Regions from separate parts of the Mus musculus genome. Here all the other regions are linked to region 1. The links are chromatin contacts, called in public Hi-C and targeted proximity ligation maps. All regions are on one chromosome and are shown on one strand. The core of a region is the stretch at or near the end of the contact, and the rest is flanking DNA. Distances in the headings are between cores, read along the strand shown. Region 1 has its middle 50 kb from the start of Gm34076. Region 2 overlaps Tjp2 (tight junction protein 2). Region 3 overlaps Tjp2 (tight junction protein 2).

Region 1 (2,599 bases), core at 35-2,534:
GGAGCTGAAGGGGTCTGCAACCCTATAGGAGCTCTACAACAATATGAACTAACCAGTATCCCCCAGAGCTCGTGGCTCTAGCTGCATATGTAGCAGAGGAAGGCCTAGTCAGCCATCAATGGGAGGAGGGGCCCTTGGTCTTGCAAAGATTCTATGCCCTATGCCCGTATAGGGAATGTCAGGACCAGGAAGCTGGAGTGAGTGGGTTGGGGAGCAGGAGGAGGGGGAAGGGGATAGGGGATTTTCGGAGAGGACACTAGGAAAGGGGATAGCATTTGAAATGTAAATGAAGAAAATATCTAATAAAAAATAAAAAAAGAAACGCCAGCCAATGCAATTAATAATAATAATAGTAATAGTAGTAGTAATAATAATAATATAGTTCTAAAAAACATAATAAAGTCAGACTTCGTTTGTTTGTTTGTAGACAGGGCCTTGTTACATAATTCAGACTGGCCCGAACTCATGACTCATCTCCATTTTGTAAATGCTGGGATTACAGACTGGCAATCCATCTTTGGTGTCATCGTGACTCTTTTTAAAACAGACGCTGGGCCAGCGAGAGGGCTCACCTGCGCAAGGCGCTTGCTGCTAAGCCTGATGACCTGAGTCGAATCTCTGGGACCCACACAGTGGAAGGAGAAAGTCAACCTCTGCAGGGTAATCTCTGACCTCTACAAATACACGGCAATGTGTCCATACACATGCACACACAAGAAATAAATACATAAGTAATTATGTATATAGATGTAAAAAAGTTTTAAAGAGAAGTGATGTCATGGGGTTGGTGTTCCCACTCCACGTGAGTCTCTGAGTACTCTCCTTCCCTCCCAGGTTCCACCCATCAGTGTCCTTGGAGAAACAAGCAATCGCTCATGACTGAGGCAGAAAATAGATAGATACTACGGTTCTACCACTTGGCAATTATGTAACCTCAAGCAAGTACATTTCTTTCATTGAATATTTGGGCTCCTGAGCTACAAAATAAAGCAGCAGCCTTCCCGATTAGATGCCTCTAGCTCCCTTCTTAGGTTCACTGTTAAAAACCTGCTCACCTTCTGCAAGCAGGCTTGAGGCACACAGGCAAAGCAGCTCACAAGACAATTCTCCTTGCTTGGAAGTCTCTTGTGCCCTGCCCCCTCTCTCCCTCTTGTCCTCCCACCCCCAAGTCCACTGTGAATTCCTCTTTTTGGGTTAGAATCCACACACAGTATCTAACAGGCACTGGAAAAGCCTCTGCAGACCTGGGGCCTCCAGCCACTTGGCAAGAGCAGGACGATGATTCATCCTGAATGTTTGCCTCTTGCCTTTTAGTTAAGGCAAAACACAAGAGAGCTTGCCAGCTACTGGGATAAGAGGAGCTCCCTACTCAAAAACCATAAGCCTGAGGCAAGGCGTGGGTGGCAGAGCTTCCTACTCTGAAAAGGACACAGACTGCAGATTCTCTCTTGGAGCAACCTCTTAATCCCCTGGCCCTCTCAAGTTTCCTTGTTGGATGCTCAGACTCTACCCTGATGTACTTAGTCCAATTTTAGTAAGAAAACTGCACCCTTCCGGTCTGACCAATACCTCATTCTCTGCCTGCCTTCCATCTTCTCACTTTGACCTGCCTTCTGCAATCATTTGATTGAATTGATAAATCAAGAATTACCCGAAGGCTGGGAATGTGGCTCCATAGGAGCAGACTTGCCCAGCGTGCACCAAGTTTTGGGTTCTAACCCCGGCAACAGGACACTACCACCACACACCCTACTAGAAATCTCTGTCGTTGGGCTGAATCTGACCTCTCTCCCTCACTACAGACCCTCTTGAATAAAGTCACACCTTGCCTTAAAAAAAAAAAAAAAAAAAAAGAGCAGTGGGACATTTACTTTTGTTTTTTCCATCTAGACCTACAACATCAATAGATATAAATAAATTCTAGTGTTTCTTGTTTTTATTTGGGGTGGGAGGCAGGAGGGAAATAAAGGGTTAGAGAAAGAACTGAAAACAGGTGACCTCCTAATTTTTCTTCTTAACAGGGAGTACTGCCATTCTGACAGCAGGGTCACCTACAGGTCACATTTTGAGTTTATAACAACAGCATCCTGTGAAATTCTAAAGGAGAAAATGTTTGCTTCTTTTGACACATATGCCCACCAAGCGCACCTTGCCTTTAAACCTTTTTTTTTTTCCCTGTTCTCAATACTTGTCTCCTTGCTATGACCTGCATGCACTACCTGCCAAGGTGAACAGCATTGCCCTCTCTCTTCTTGCTTATCTTTGCCTCCTCAGCCCCTGGCCCTCTGCCTAGGAGCCTGTAGCTCAGTAAATACCTGTTGAGTGACTAGCTGAGTGAAGTGGAAGAAAAGTGCTGCCTTCTGGCTGCAGGCCTGACTTGCTTTTCAGAAGCCCCAGGGAGGAACACCTTGTAAACAAAGATGGCTGTGTTGAGGCCTTTTCCAGGGGCTCCCTCAGTTGTTCTCAGCTGTGGCAGCCCAGGGAAAGGTGGAGATAGGCTCCTTTGTTTTGCCTCAAAATCTCCTCTCCCGTGGAGAGGCTGGAGGCAGCTCCAGTTCTTCTGATGTTGAGGGATTTAAAGAGCCTTGGACTTTGGCAC
Region 2 (2,599 bases), core at 50-2,549, 200 kb after region 1:
AATTAACATGCACAATTAAAATTAAACACTTCATCTCAGCACAGGGTTTCCCATTTCACCTTTATAAACCATCATTTGCCTGTCCCCTCTCCATCCAGAGGCAGCCCTTTATCCCATTCCAAGACAAATAACCCTCTTCTTTCTTTTCTCTCCGTTCTCCCTCTTCCTCTGGCTCCTGTCTCATCCCTTAACCCTGACCTCTGTCCCTCCAGAGCAAATACATCTCCTTTGTGCTAAGCGCACATTTTTCCTTTTAACAAGTCTGTGTCTATAAACTGGGCATGGTGGTGCACATCTTTAATCCCAGTCAGGAGGATCTCACCTAGTCTACATAGTGAGCTCCAGGACACACAGCCAGACCTAATATACAGATGGAGGAAAAAGGAAGTCTCTAGCTCCGGCTCCAGGGATGTGAGATTCTTGTCTGGCCTCTGAGAGTATAAGGCGCAAACAACCACCGAGTACACAGACATACAAGACGGCAAAACACCATACATATAGAGAAAAAAATAATTCCAGAAAAAAATTAAAATAAAATCTGGAAAAGGGAGGAGAAGACAGTCGCTACTGGCTTGAGGGAAGAGAACCCTGTGGCTCTGGCTAGTACATTATTCAAGCTGCAACTTAATAACAGATCTTTCCATTGCTCTGTGAGCTAAGCAACTACCAGGCTCCCTGGGACCTTTGCCGTTAAACAGTATGTCTTTTTAAAAACGTCTTTCTGAAAGAATCCAATGGATGCCTTTTTAAAAGAAAAAAAATAAGAAAATAACACACACATATAGCTGAAAGAGCAAGTAATTTGGAATATCTTGCTCCAAACTCCTTAGAATGTTCTCTAAGCTTTACACTCGAGCACTGAGAGCCCCCAGGAAGTTAGGGGCCACAGATGACTTTATTAGCCATCTAAACTAAGCAGAGCTGAGGTCTGCAACTCACATAAAGTGGCCAGTTAATTAGCGCTGCAGTTTCTGCTGCTTCTGGGCCTAAGTTCTGCAACACAGTAACAATTTTAATGGAGACCAACCTGAGCTAAACACAGCCCCATCTCAACAACAGCACACTGAGAGGTCCAGAAGCAATTCTACACTTTTTTTGGTTAAGACTTTTTAGTTCATCCAACTATCATCCATTCGCTACAGAAATATGAGGAATTCTCTCAATTAAGTTCGCCACTAGTCTGAGTCATGCTAGCTCATGCCTTCCCAAATCGAGTCAATCTGATAAGTACACAGTGACTTCGTCTGATGCCCTGCCCCGAGAGCCCTTGTGCCTACCACTCTGACTCACACAAGGGCAGGGCTCACAGCTAATGGGAAGTGACTGGCGGTATGCAGTGGCCGGAGGAAACAGGGGCAGGTGTACACCAGCCAATCCCACACAGCCGAGCAGCTGACTCCTCACTGAAGAGGGCTAAAGAGGAAGAAGCCTGCTCCTCGGTCGGAAACTGAGCTCACCAGGAAGTCCTTTAGTTTTGCTAAGAACCTCCCTCACTAATCTCATCGATTCTACTCCGCTGAATCCTCCGGAGACTGAGAGTGGCCGGTGACGTGAAGGTGTTGTCTCCGAGCTACAGGGATGACTCTCCTGGGTGAAACCCCACCCACCCAGGTTCTCAGGTGCGCCTGCTATCCTTGTAAGGCAAAAAGAAGAAACTGAACTTGAGCCAAGTGGGTAGGATCAGCTCTCAGATCATGTAAACAAATTGCTATAGTCGGACATTAAAGCAATGAGGCCGGCTGACAAATTTCTTTTTCCTTCCTCCTGAGAACAAAGGCCCTAGAAGCTCCAAGCCCTAGAAGGAACAAATACTACTAGAAAGCATTAGACCTTAAAAACTTTTGGTCCTGCAGGGGAGCTCCTTAGGCAGGGAGGTAAACACACACACACACACACACACCCCTGCGGGGAAGACGACTCTCAAGCAAAAAGACCTGCTTGGAAGACATTTCTGCCACCTGAAGCTGCAAAGGACCCTCCAATCTGCTGAGCTGCCTGCAGGCTGTCCAGTGTGGTCCAGGTTCCCAGCCTTTGTGAGCTGTCACCCATGCCGGGGTGAACTTTGGCGATAAGAGTTATTCTGGGGTGATCTGTGCTCATCCATATGGGATCATTTCTATTCCTGAATTCAGATTCCTGTAGGGAACCCCAATAAAACTCACTGGGTCGCCAAGCTGGACTTTGGTGGTATCCTTACCACTAAAAATTGGGTGTATCATGGGTTCCCAATCTGGGATTGAGTGTTTTGTCCACCCCGTAAAATAAAAAATTAAGTCACACAACACCTGGCTCGCCTTACCTTCAACTCAAGGAACTAAAGTTTCTCTATCACGATCCACGTTTTCCTTTGTTAGGATGGCAAAAATGTAACTGGACTTTGAGACTGGTGTACAGTCTAAAAACTTACCACCAAAAAAAGCTACAAACCTGGTCTGGACAGGTGTCTCAGCAGTTAAAAGCACTAGCTGTTCTTGCCAAGGACCAGGGTTTGATTCCCAGAACTTCATTCTCTGCTCACAATCACCTGTCAGCCCAGACCCAGAGGATCTGCCAAGCCTCTTCTGGCCTCCAAGGGACAACAGGTACCCATTGTTGTGCA
Region 3 (2,599 bases), core at 30-2,529, 130 kb after region 1:
CTATGGCAAATCTGGGAACACATGAAAGGCCCGAGGACCAACTAACCATCACCCATATTCCAGCTACAATAACATCTGAGAGGTACTGACTTTAACCCCCCAGCTCAGACCGGGACACAGATCTGCAGAATGGAGATGAGTCTTGCTCATCTGGACTGAACTTGCTTATCTGGCTTTGGTTTTTTTTTTACTTGTTTCTGTTTTCCAAGACAGGGTTTCTTTGTATAACCCTGACTGTCCTGGAACTCTTTGTAGATTATGCTTATGTTAGCCCCAAACTCACCAAGAGCCACCTGCTTCTGCCTCCCCAGTGCTAGGATTAAAGGCGTGCCCCATTACACCCGGCACTGATTGGAAGGTTCTCGATTGGAAGTGAAAAGGCTGCGCTACCAGCTAGAAGCAGCACAAGAGAACTGTGTGGGTGGCTGTGCCTGGCATGACTCTGGCAGTGGGGAAAGGGGTGTGCCCTGCTACACCTCGAGCAAGCATCTTGAAACTCTCACACGGGGCAAGCTAAGATGCCCTGGTGGTTGAAAACAATTACCCTCGCATTCTGGGCCTCCTGGAGCTCCTGCATCCTCTGTAATTTTGCCTTGTGGTCCATCTTCTCGAATATTTTCACTCTGCCCAGGACTGATCTGGGAGCATCTTCCTGCTCCTCGGTGCTCTCTCCAACCTCCTCGCTCTCAGGCATAGGGACTGGAGTGGAAGGCTTCAGGATGGGCCGCCCAAAGGCAGGCTTCGCTGCAATAGGGGGAGGATAGCCTTTGGTGGATCCCCCCGGGATTTCACTGCCGGCTGTGGCGGGGAGGTTTGACTTGGAGTAGTCGAAGGAGTCTTCTCTGTTCTGGCTTCTTGCCTGCAGAGAGCAACAGCATGCCTTTGACCTTGGGCTTTTAGTTTCTTTTCAGAGCTACATTAGTGATTTAATACATTGTGTTTCCTGATCAGTTTCCAAAGGTGGACAATGTAACCATCTTGACAGAGTCAACTATGACAAGGCAAACAGCCTGGCCGGCATCTTGAGCCCCACCTGTGAATGACAGAAGTGTTGGCAGAGTGGGGTGGCCAGCAATAGTTAGAGGTGGAACAGTGTCACTTCATGGTGGCCTCTCACAGAAGACATCAGTTTTGGAGAGGAAAAAAGTAGGTTTGTCTGGGATCAACCTGCCTGGAGGGTATGAGCCTGGGCCAAAAAGTGAGAGCTATGCATGGCTGTGGGGTAGCAAGGCTAAGCTGGAGTGGGGAAAGGGCAGACAGGACCCCATTCCAGCGCTCGCTGCGCCTTCACTTTCAGTTCCAACCCTGCCGCAGGCCTTTGGTGCCCTCTTATATCAAGTAACTAATTACTGCTGACAGCTTACATAGTCACTAATCCTTCTCATCCAAGTTACTGAGTTAAAAAAAAATTTTAACTGAGCTATAAGGAAAAGCCTACCGTTATTGGCTGATTATGATCTGGGGCAAGAAACCGCATGACTCATGCCCTGAAGCCCTTTCGTTGATTCTAGATAATTTACTAAATCAGTAAGTTAAGATACTTTTATAGTGAGAGGCATTCTACGCATCAGCGTTGCGAGTTTTTCTCAGCAGATCATCAGTGAGGAGTTTCTGGTATGTCCAAATTAGATTACGGGCAGAAAAATTTTTTTGGGTAGAAAAAGAACAAACAAAAACAAAACAAAACAAAACAAATAAGCAAAACCGCCAAGATTAGTGATTCTGGCGGGCAGCATTTGGGACAGTATTTCACTTTTCTACCAAAATTAATAAATAAAAAGTAAACAAATTAACTCATTCACCATGAAGCCTAAAATCATAGCTTGTTCTCACAGTGGCTTTTGGGTTTATCTCTCGCTCTTCCCTGGTTTTTATGGCTCACTCAATGGTCTGAAGGACACAGTACATAGCCTCATTGTGTGTCCCCCCGGGTGCCAAGGGGCTCCAAGGCGCCCGTGTCCTCCTCCTTCCCATCCTGGGCTTCCCAGCCACATACCTTGGGCGGCTCTGGCTTGAAGGCTGGGGGCGGGCTAGCATCCCTAAGTTGGTCTCTGCTAGCAGCCCTCCTCATCTGAGCTCGTGGCTCTGGGCTGGATTTCCTTATGTTCTATAAAACATAAAAAGTTCATTCACACCAAGAACGCCCAAGCAGAGAGAAGAGAGCACTCTGCTCCGCTGGATTTCTGAACACCTGTGGGAACTAAGAAGCTGAAGAGCTAGGGCAGCTCTCTCTTACTGCGAAGAGAGACACCCACCATCCTTCCCTAGAGAAAGCTTAGGACACACTTCACTAGAGTGGGAGTACAAGGCAGCCATGCTCTGACCTTTAAAGGAAGGAAGAGAAACCAAGTCAAATACTCCTATAATCTAAAGGTCTGTGTCACTACCTGCAGTAATCGTAAGCATTAGCTCCTCCTACGTCTGTCGTTATTAGCTTATTCTTTACTACTTATCTGTTATATATTAATAGTCTGTGTGTGCGCACGTGTGTGTGTGGGGGGGGGGCTTTTTCTTCCTTGATTTTTCTTGGGAGAGGGGGGAAGTACTTCTATCATTTATCATTTACTGGAATGAGCTAACCGGCTAAAGAGGACTTCAT

What was found. Hi-C and Micro-C count contacts between places; a contact is called where the count stands out from the background.
Region 2: a contact with region 1 is called in a targeted proximity ligation map of pancreatic cancer cells. A contact is called at or near these places in 4 of 484 Hi-C or Micro-C datasets (the HL-1 cell line, MC3T3-E1-derived osteoblasts, myocytes and 1 more), 2 of 130 datasets of targeted methods (embryonic stem cells and pancreatic cancer cells) and 1 of 9 other capture datasets (pancreatic islet).
Region 3: a contact with region 1 is called in a Hi-C map of uterus, with 2.5 times the contacts expected there. A contact is called at or near these places in 17 of 484 Hi-C or Micro-C datasets (the HL-1 cell line, embryonic stem cells, myocytes and 7 more), 3 of 130 datasets of targeted methods (cardiomyocytes, heart atrium and pancreatic cancer cells) and 1 of 9 other capture datasets (adipose tissue).

What each region holds. Positions count from the first base shown.
Region 1 is chr19:23,966,022-23,968,620 of GRCm38.p6, forward strand. No RefSeq gene overlaps it. Among named protein-coding and RNA genes, the nearest start is that of Gm34076, 50 kb to the left of the region's middle.
Region 2 is chr19:24,165,317-24,167,915 of GRCm38.p6, forward strand. All of the region lies in intron 2 of Tjp2 (tight junction protein 2), which reads right to left. Among named protein-coding and RNA genes, the nearest start is that of Tjp2, 58 kb to the right of the region's middle.
Region 3 is chr19:24,097,457-24,100,055 of GRCm38.p6, forward strand. Tjp2 (tight junction protein 2) reads right to left here. Exons shown (of 24, transcript NM_001376368.1): 21 at 1,997-2,107; 22 at 545-859. Among named protein-coding and RNA genes, the nearest start is that of Gm41824, 18 kb to the left of the region's middle.